3 separate regions of the Mus musculus genome follow, and regions 1 and 2 are each linked to region 3. Evidence: chromatin contacts called from public Hi-C and HiChIP or PLAC-seq data. All regions are on one chromosome and are shown on one strand. Each heading gives the region's core, a stretch centred on a gene start, on an enhancer-like site or on the middle of the called end of the contact. The rest is flanking DNA. Distances are from core to core; before and after follow the strand shown.

Evidence for each region. Hi-C and Micro-C count contacts between places; a contact is called where the count stands out from the background. HiChIP or PLAC-seq counts read pairs in DNA pulled down with a chosen protein or histone mark.
Region 1: an H3K4me3 HiChIP or PLAC-seq map of embryonic limb bud shows a contact between it and region 3, with 6 times the contacts expected there. The contact joins the enhancer-like site here to the promoter of Get1 in region 3. A contact is called at or near these places in 1 of 484 Hi-C or Micro-C datasets (nephron progenitors) and 1 of 115 datasets of contacts at active chromatin or transcription factors (embryonic limb bud).
Region 2: a Hi-C map of the N1E-115 cell line shows a contact between it and region 3, with 2.9 times the contacts expected there. The contact joins the enhancer-like site here to the promoter of Get1 in region 3. A contact is called at or near these places in 1 of 39 promoter capture datasets (hippocampal neurons) and 1 of 484 Hi-C or Micro-C datasets (the N1E-115 cell line).

What each region holds. Positions count from the first base shown.
Region 1 is chr16:95,468,205-95,471,222 of GRCm38.p6, reverse strand. All of the region lies in intron 2 of Erg (ETS transcription factor), which reads left to right. Among named protein-coding and RNA genes, the nearest start is that of Erg, 61 kb to the left of the region's middle. Within about 2 kb of position 1,677, at least 17 of the 459 cell types and tissues checked have an H3K27ac peak or open chromatin away from gene starts, as enhancers often do. A contact at or near this core is called in embryonic limb bud, where this site is marked.
Region 2 is chr16:96,670,509-96,673,714 of GRCm38.p6, reverse strand. Dscam (DS cell adhesion molecule) reads left to right here. Exons shown (of 33, transcript NM_031174.4): 20 at 1-50. Among named protein-coding and RNA genes, the nearest start is that of Gm32509, 47 kb to the left of the region's middle. Within about 2 kb of position 1,909, at least 2 of the 459 cell types and tissues checked have an H3K27ac peak or open chromatin away from gene starts, as enhancers often do. A contact at or near this core is called in the N1E-115 cell line, where this site is marked.
Region 3 is chr16:96,143,995-96,146,789 of GRCm38.p6, reverse strand. Get1 (guided entry of tail-anchored proteins factor 1) reads right to left here and starts at 1,390. Exons shown (of 5, transcript NM_207301.3): 1 at 1,212-1,390. The coding sequence starts at 1,313.

The DNA of each region.
Region 1 (3,018 bases), core at 428-2,927, 680 kb after region 3:
CTAATATCTATTTATCAATGAGTGCATATCATGTGAGTTCTTTTGTGACTGGGTTACCTCACTCAGGATGACATCCTCCAGATACATCCATTTGCCTAAGAATTTCATAAATTCATTGTTTTTAATAGCTGAGTAGTACTCCATTGTGTAAACGTACCACATCTTCCTTCCTTCCTTCCTTCCTTCCTTCCTTCCTTCCTTCCTTCCTTCCTTCCTTCCTTCCTTCCTTCCTCCCTTCCTTCCTCCCTCCCTCCCTTCTTTCTTTCCTCCTCCTCCTCCTCCTCCTTCTTCTTTTTCTTTTTTTCTTTTTTTCCGAGACAGGGTTTCTCTGTATAGCCCTGGCTGTCCTGGAACTCACTCTGTAGACCAGACTGGCCTCAAACTCAGAAATCTGCCTGCCTCTGCCTCCCAAGTGCTAGGATTTCTGTATCCATTCCTCTGCTGTATTTTTGGGCATTAAAACCCAATCAGGGTCTTAACGAGATGGATCAACTTAAGGGTGTTTGCTGTGCTACCTGGTAACCCAGGTTCATCTTCTAGACTCATGTGAAGCTAGGAGACAACAAAGTCTGCAGAGCTGTCTTCTGGCCCCCATACACATGTGTACACTAACAATAAATTCTTAGAAGGGGAAAAAGCAGTGTGTATCTGTGTATTTGTCTGTATTTTACATGCGTCTAAGGCAAAACATAATATCCGGTATATAAAGTAATTTTCCACTTGATTTTATTTTTGTAAATAGATATGATATTAACAGAATGTTAAAAATTGATCCTATTTGATTTCATCATTTGAGAAGTCTTGAGCCATTTCTAAATTCGTTGGCTCTTCTCTTTCGCTTATGTTTATTCTACTGAAATTGAAGAAAATGATTGCAAATTAAGTAGTTTCATTGCCAGAGAAATGTCCCTAGACTCATTAGAGCCTTAGGGGAGACCTCCAGTGTTTTCTCACATTCACACACTTCCAAGGAACACTGTCTGGGAGGAGGTCAGGACAAGGGCGTCTGATTTTCAGTATAACTTCTTCCAAATCTTGGTTCATTAAAGGTGATAATTACCGCTACCCCCTCGTCATCGGATGGTGGTGACACAGCTTCCTGGAAAGGGCCTTTATCCTGCTCTTATCAGACAGAATCTATCTGTATGTGGCCAGAGGGAAACAGATTCCAATGCAGGCTGTCGATTCTTGTTTGCATCTGTAAGCGCAAGAAAAAATTAGATGGTTTAAGGCTGGCAGTTTTGAGTTATTAAGAACGGCTGGATTAGCCTGAGCCTCCCTGGGTCACTCCAAGGTAGCGGCTGGGGCTCCACATCTGGTTTTGGTTTGCACTCACCGACAAAGGAGTGTTGTGCATGCAGGGCCTTATTGTTAATAGTCTCTCCGTTCTTATGGGGACAAAGGGCTCCCTACTCCAAAGGTATAGAAATACTTTTAACTTCAATTTACAGATTAGGCAAAAATCTCCTAGGTTAAGGGTCATGTAAAGAGAGGCAGTTGAAAAATTTCTTTGTGGACTTCCCCATTTTCTGGCTATTAGAGGTATATATATATATATACATATATATGTATATATATAAAACAAGAGTTCCTTGTGTGCGAGCATTCCATACCACAGTGTCACATGGGAGAGAAGGAGTGTTTTCCAGTCTCTGTGAAAGCAGCTTTGAGTTCCATGGAACCAAGTATTTCAAACCCTGGCTCAGCCTGGGAGCTGAGGTTCAGGTGTCCTACCCAGCTGTCTGGAACCAGAGCCTTACTGCTTCCCAAACTTGTTAGTGTAGCCTTGAGATGGGCCCTGAGGTGGCAGACATCCACAGTAAGGGCTGCTTAGGAGCCGGATGGTCACTTGAGTTCAAGAGTTCTAGGCCAGCTGGACAGACTTGCTAAAGAAAAACAAAAGACGGTTTATCTTTCAGGAAACCTCCAGTTTGGTTAGACTCTTTCTTACAATTGCTAGGTTTCGTGAAATGGGGACCGGCTGTGTGTAGCTGAACACACTGCCTTTGCCCACAGTGAAGCCAGACTAATCATTAGATTCCTCCAGATGCCTCTAAGTGTAGTCCAGTTTTGTTTTTGTTTTTGCTTTTGTGTGTGTGTGTGTGTGTGTGTGTGTGTGTGTGTGTGTGTGGTGGAGCCCCCACAACACCGTGGAAACCTTAGAGGCCATGAGGGAAAGAGTCCCCAGTGTTTCAGAGAATAAAATGGCAGCCTTTTCTCCACATTGGAGTTCTTCTGTATACCAACACACAGGGTAATGGATCATCAGGCATCATTGCCTCTGTGGGCATGAGAGTTTCCCACTTCTCTTTGGGGAGGTAACTTGGTATCCATAGGAAGGATGTCCTGAAGATGAGCAACCAGCAAACCAGGTCCAGGAGAACTGCTGGCACTGGGTAAGGACTGAGGACATGAGGGTGTAGCCCTGGGGTACCAGCGTCATTGATGGATAGCTGTGGAGTGAGAGGAATTAATGACTGTCACGTCTCTCTCCTTCCTCTTGAGTTAAAATGCCTCTACGACTTTGACATATTTTCCCTCCAACTGATAGGTGAAGTTTCACTCTGTTTGTACAAGAACATTTCCCTTGCTTTCAGCACCTTCAGCACCTTCAGAGCAGCCTGGCCCAATGCTTAACATGTAGCTAATGCCAATAAAGATTGATAGACCTCTCATAGGAAGGCTCCTTCTGCTGCAACAGTCTTGTTACAAACGTCTTGTGGAAGCCAGACTTGGTCTCATAGTGTTCTAGGCATTTAAGGCTTCAATAAATCATTCAAGACTACAACTATCACTTCATATCACATCATAGGACTGATGCTGGAGAGGAAGTCTTCAACCCGTTGTCTTGCAGAAGGTTGTAGTCAACTGGCGTTTGGGGCTGGAGTCCTCTGGAAGCCTTCTTCACTTAGCTCTGGGGTCTGGTGTAAACTGTCATGCAGGGATAATGATAAGAACACCCACCCCATCTTTCCATAGTTGGCCTTTTTCTTTCAATGAAGGCTGAAGTTTATGAAT
Region 2 (3,206 bases), core at 660-3,159, 530 kb before region 3:
ACGGCATCATTCGGAAGTACACAGTGTTCTGCTCCCATCCCTACCCTACCGTAAGTGGCGAATAACCAATAGCTTTCCCAGCATCTCCCAGGACCTCGCTGAGGATGCTCTTCCCTCGCCTCCCTCCCACTCGGCCTTCTTGGTGTTTTTTTCTTGTCATGTTGTCTCCACATGCAGAGCAAAGTCCTCATTTGCACCTCCCTCCAGAAGACTCCTGCTTTATTACGCGGGGCGCGGGCACTCGCCTAGAGCCCTTGTTTATCTGGCAGCTTCCCAGGCACTGCCAGCGGCTTAATCAAACTCCGAGTGCACAGGCCGTAATTGTGCCTTAATTGATAGTCAGTGGACAGCACCTATTGATTGCACTGCTAGGCTCCGCATTAAATGTCCTCCTTTCCTCCCTCCTTCTCCCCCACATGCTCCAGCCCACCCTCCTTCTCTGCCCTAACCCACACTGAGAAAGTACTATAGCGCTACCCCTGCTGCGCAAGGCAGTGGGGATCTGTGCCCTCTACAATAGCGGACTCAGCCTAGTAAAGGCGCCGAGGTCAGAATACACACCATTTAAAACTGGGCTATTTATTATCATTACTGTTTATGATGCTGGATAATAACTATCAACTTAAACTTTCCATGGGCAGATAACAAGGCATATCAGAAAAAGAGGGAATTTTGGAGAAAGGAAAATATAAAAAGAACGATTTGGATTTACAATGTTTTCACAAAGATTTTAAGGCACTGTCAAAATGAAGGAATCGTGCCTAATCCGTCTTTGTATCTATCTCCTGTTCCTGGCATAAAACTTAAAAACATGTAGAAGGCTATGGAAGTGGTTCAGCTGTGTTTTTGTGCAAGCGGGGGGGGGGGGTGAGATTTGGTCCCCAACACACACACACACACACACACACACACACACACACACAAATAATCCCAGCTCTGGAGAGGCAGAAATAGCCATATCTTTGAAACTTAGTGGGCATCCAGTCTGGCTGAGTACATGTGCTACTGTGTAGGGTTTCTATTGATATATACTGTGAGCAAAAGCAACTTGGGGAGGGAAAATGACTTCAACCTGTGCATCAGGCCTTATTTGTGCTGCCACTATCTCTGAGTTCATATGTGCATCGGACTTGTTGTGTCTGGAACACTGTTTTCTTAGAGTTGTCTACCCCTCTGGCTCTTACAGTCGTTCTTCTTCCTGTCCCACAAAGATCTCTGAGCCCTGAAGGAAGGAATTTGATAAAGACAGTCCACTTAGGGCAGAGGGCTCCAAAGTGGAGCACTCTCTGCACACTGTCCAGTTGTGAATCTCTGTGTTGATTATTATTTAGCTGGGTAATGTTCGACTTGCTTCTCTTGCAGAAGTCTCAGGTTCGAATCTTAGCATCCACATAGCAGCCCAAATACCCTGTGACTCAAGTTCCAGAGGATCTGCTGTCCTCTTCTGGCCTCCAAGGGCACCAAGTAGACAGGTGGTGCACAGGCATGCATGCATGCAAAACGCATCATCAGGATGTTTAACCTGAGGGAGGTTGAACATTGCAGTGACCTGTGGGTATAAAATATGTCATCAGGAGTGGTTTCATTGCTGTGTTGATTTTGCAGAAAAGTAGTTGGTTTTTCCAGGACCATGACATATCTAATCGCATGTTATCGGCCTCATTAACAGTATCAGGTGTGGGTTCCATCTCAATGAGTGGTTTGTTAATTCGGTGATATTTGTTCCACTATTACCTCAGTGGGCATACCTCGCAGGCAGATTGCTATTGTAGCTCACAGAGTATATAACCGGGTGAGAGTTATGATTCTTTTCTCCTCCAGGAGCATTCTTAGCAGCTTCCAGCACTGTGGATGCCGGAGTGTTCATTTTCTTTTTGAGACAGGAACATTTCTGCTATGTGTATTAATGGACAGCAGAGGGCAGCACAAGTTCTGGTCATTTTTCTTGTGCCTCAGTCTGGTGTTTTCATGCCCCCACCCCTTGAAATGATTTCATAGTTGAATGTAGAACATGGGAAGATAAATCAGGACATGGTGTGCCCTCTAATTTGATCTTCTTTTATGAGTCCCTTGGCGTAGCTCCTCGGCAATGTGTCCCCTGCCCCCCAAGTTCCCTAGCACAACTGTTCTTACTAAGACCTCCTTAAAAAGAGGTGTTTGTTCTCCAGTACACATAACACCTATTTAACAATAGGCAGCTATATCACTTTATCACTTTATTCTCCCAGTTCAGATCTGCGAAAGACAACATCACTAAAGACCTTGGATGTAGCCAGACATGTCGCATTAGCTGTAAATTAACCAGATTTGTTCTTCGGCTGTTTAAAAGCAGATCTAATAAAACATTCATCCACCTCAAAAAGTCCAGGAAATGCACTGAGACACCAGCTTTCCAACCAGAGAGAATGACAACACAGCCCCCAAGTTCATGTAATCAGAACCTCAGGATACCAGCTAGACGACAACAACAACAAACAAACAAACAACAATAACAATAACTCAACACTATTATGAACAATAAAAACCCAGAGAATTGTGATAACTTTTAAAAGTCTTATATTAGGGGCTAGAGTAGTGGCTCCCTGGTTAAGAGCACTTGCTTCTCCTGCAGAGGTCTCAGGTTCGACTCTTAGCACCCGAGTAACAGCCCACAAACACCTGTGACTCAAATTTCAGAGGATCTGATGTCTTCTTCTGGCCTCCAAGGGCACCAAGTAGGCAGGAGGTACTATTTCCTGAAGCTAAGTCCACATTTTTATATATAACCCTGACAACTATTTAAAGAATTATTGTATTAATTATTATATTAATTCCCTGAGAATTGTGCATAATGTATTTTGATCATATTTGCTCCCCAACCTAACTCCTTCCAGATCTATTCACTTCCTCCCTGCCCACTCAACTTCCTGACCTCTTTTTAAAAAATCCATTGAGTCCAATTTGTGCTCAGATACTCCTGGGTGTGGGCCCAGCCCCTAGAGTGTGATCTACCTACCAGGGACCACGCCTTTAACAAAAAATGTCTCTCCTTTTCCCAGCAGCTATTACCTATTGTCACTAGCTCCTCAGATGCAGATGGGACTTTGTGCTAGGATGTTGTCTGGTTTAAGTTGCATGCTGTCCCAAATGCTGCAAATTCGTATGAACAAATGTCAGGTCACGTCAAGAAAACGTGGTTTCATTACAATTATCTACTACCCCTGCCT
Region 3 (2,795 bases), core at 141-2,640:
ATTTGCTAGACCAGCTCACGAAACTCAGAGCAAAAATCTTGCCCACTGGTTTATTACAGAACATGTTTTCCAAGGCTATAGATACAGGTTAGAGAGATGTGTTGGGGGTTAAGCACACTTGTGGCTCTTTCAGAGGATCCAGGTTCAGTTCCCAGCATGCATGTGGCTGCTCACACCATCTATAAGTCAGTTCCAGAGAATGTGACTGCCTCTTCTGGCCTCCTCAGGCAACCTCGTTCACATGGTGCATATACATACACTCAGAACACACACACACACACACACACATAAAATCTTTAATGGCTACAGATTAAGAGGGTGGAGAGATAGCTCAGTGGTCAAGAGCACACTCACATAGTGGCTCACATGGAGTCCTTGACTCCAGTGTCAGGGAATCAATGCCCCTTCTGGACTCAAAAGCACTGCATACGTGTGATGCACTTACATACATGCAAGCGAAACTCTCACATAACAAATAGTTTTTTTTAAATGGTTTAAAGGCTACAGATAGCAGGACAGATGAAGAGAACTTTGCAGACAGGTCATTGAGTGTGGGGACATCCATCCCCAGTTAGTAGTCCCCAATCCCTCTTCCAGTACACAGAAAAGTCCTTCTAAACCTTTCTGCATCCAGTCCTTTGGAGAACTGTGTGCAGACTTCATTATACAGGCATGAGTAAAATATGGAAAGTATGTTGGGGCTGGAGATGGCTCAGTGGATAAGAGCACTGGATACTACTATAGAGGGCCTGGGTTCTGTTCCCAGGACCCACGTGGCAGATAACTAATGTCTGTAACTCCAATTCCAGAGCATCCAGCGCTCTCTTCTGGACTCTGCTGGCAATGAAAGCACACAGTGCACAGATACACACGCAGGAAAAACACCCCCCATACATAAACAGAAACCTGAATGTGCAAGAACGGTATGGCCTGTTTAGATTGCTCTGTAGTGTTCCTTGTTCCCACGGACAGAACAGAAGGGGGCTCCCTGTAGCCGGGGATCAGCCGCTCCGGAGCCAGGCACCTGTGAGGATGCTGGGCCGGGGCTGCTCCTCTGTCGCGAAGCGTGGCTTGGGACCTCCCACCCTCCAGAGCTGGTTGCAACCTCGCGATCTGTGAGAAGCTCGGAGGCACCTGGAGGAAGAGAGCTTGCAGCATGGACCGCGCAAGGCCCCGCGCTCGGCCGCTCCCCGCCCCCGGCAGCTACTTACAAACGAGGACAGGGACGGCAGGAGGATGCGCAGCAAGTTACACCCGAACACGAAGCTCAACACCAGCAGCCACGCCCAGCGGTCCGTCTCGGACGCGCTCATGCTGGATCCCAGGCACCTGCACCGCTACGACAGCGCCATGGTGACCGCGCCTCCGCGCTCGCCTACGCCTGCGCACTGCAGCCCTGCTCCGCTACGGCAGCGCCTGGGAGCAGCGTCGTCAACTGCGCCTGCGCACTGCAGTCCTGTTCCGCTATGGCAGCACCAGGGAGACGGCGTCGTCAACTGCGCCTGCGCCGGCGCGCCACGGCTAGGGCTACACGTCGGGCCGCGGTGCACGCACGCTACACCTCCTCTAGGGGGCAGCATGGGATGTTACTTAGCAGCCATTTTCGCCTTTCGCCTTCCCGGCTTCCGTAGCCGGGTGATAGCCCACTTCGGGAGGCTAAACAGGTTTTGGCAAACTGTGATTGCTTGTAGTAACCGAAAACTATTTACGTTCTTACTGAGTTAACTAACGCACTTTTATTCTTTTTTATGTATATGAATTTTTTTTAAAGATTTATTTATTTATTGTAAGTACACTGTAGCTGTCCTCAGACACTCCAGAAGAGGGAGTCAGATCTCATTACTGATGGTTGTGAGCCACCATGTGGTTGCTGGGATTTGAACTCCTGACCTTCGGAAGAGCAGTCGGGTGCTCTTACCCACTGAGCCATCTCACCAGCCCTCTCACTTTTATTCTTAAATAAATTTATTTTAGGATAAGCCTCTGCATGAATAGAAAGTTACTTTATCATAGATGGTAACTGAAACTGTTTCCTAAACCGTTGTCGCATGTAAAATGGTTCGACTACATTTTAAAACTAAGCACTAATAAACACGAACAATGTAGAAAATCGTCACCCTAAAAGATAAGTTTATTCATCAAAAGACATCACATAGTGACTGGTAGAGACTTGCCAAGCATGTGGGAAGTCTTAGGTACCAGCCATGCTCAGCACGCACAAAGAAAAAGTTTACAGTGAGCTTTTAATAAAATTATCTAAATTTAGGCAATGATGAGTATTCATAACAAAAGAACCGCGGCTCACTTGTATATGGGGAATAAAGTGGAAGATAGTTGGCTGTCTTTTCTGCCACGTTAGTCAGAGAACGGGTTACTTCTAGAAACACTGCCTGTGTTTCTACCAGCAGCGGTGGGATGAATTATCTCAACGAAAGGGCACGCTGACTAGGAGACTGCCACTCCATAACCTTCCCTTCCAACTGGACTGTAGACAGACTGCCAGGTGCTCTCTCTCCACGCTGAGGTTTTAGATAGATTAAGGAAGAGCAGCCTCGTGAGAAATTATGGCAGTGTGTCTAAGTCTCCCTCCCCACAAACCCACCTTGACACATACACACACACACACACACACACACACACACACACACACACACACCTGCTTGCTCTTCAATCCCAAATCTCTGCTTTTTAGAATGAAAAGGAAATTATCAACCAAGGTCCCCACTGTACAGGAGGACCACTCTGTTCTTGGTGAGGCGAGATACTAAAAAAATTTCTGGTGAATAGCCTATAAC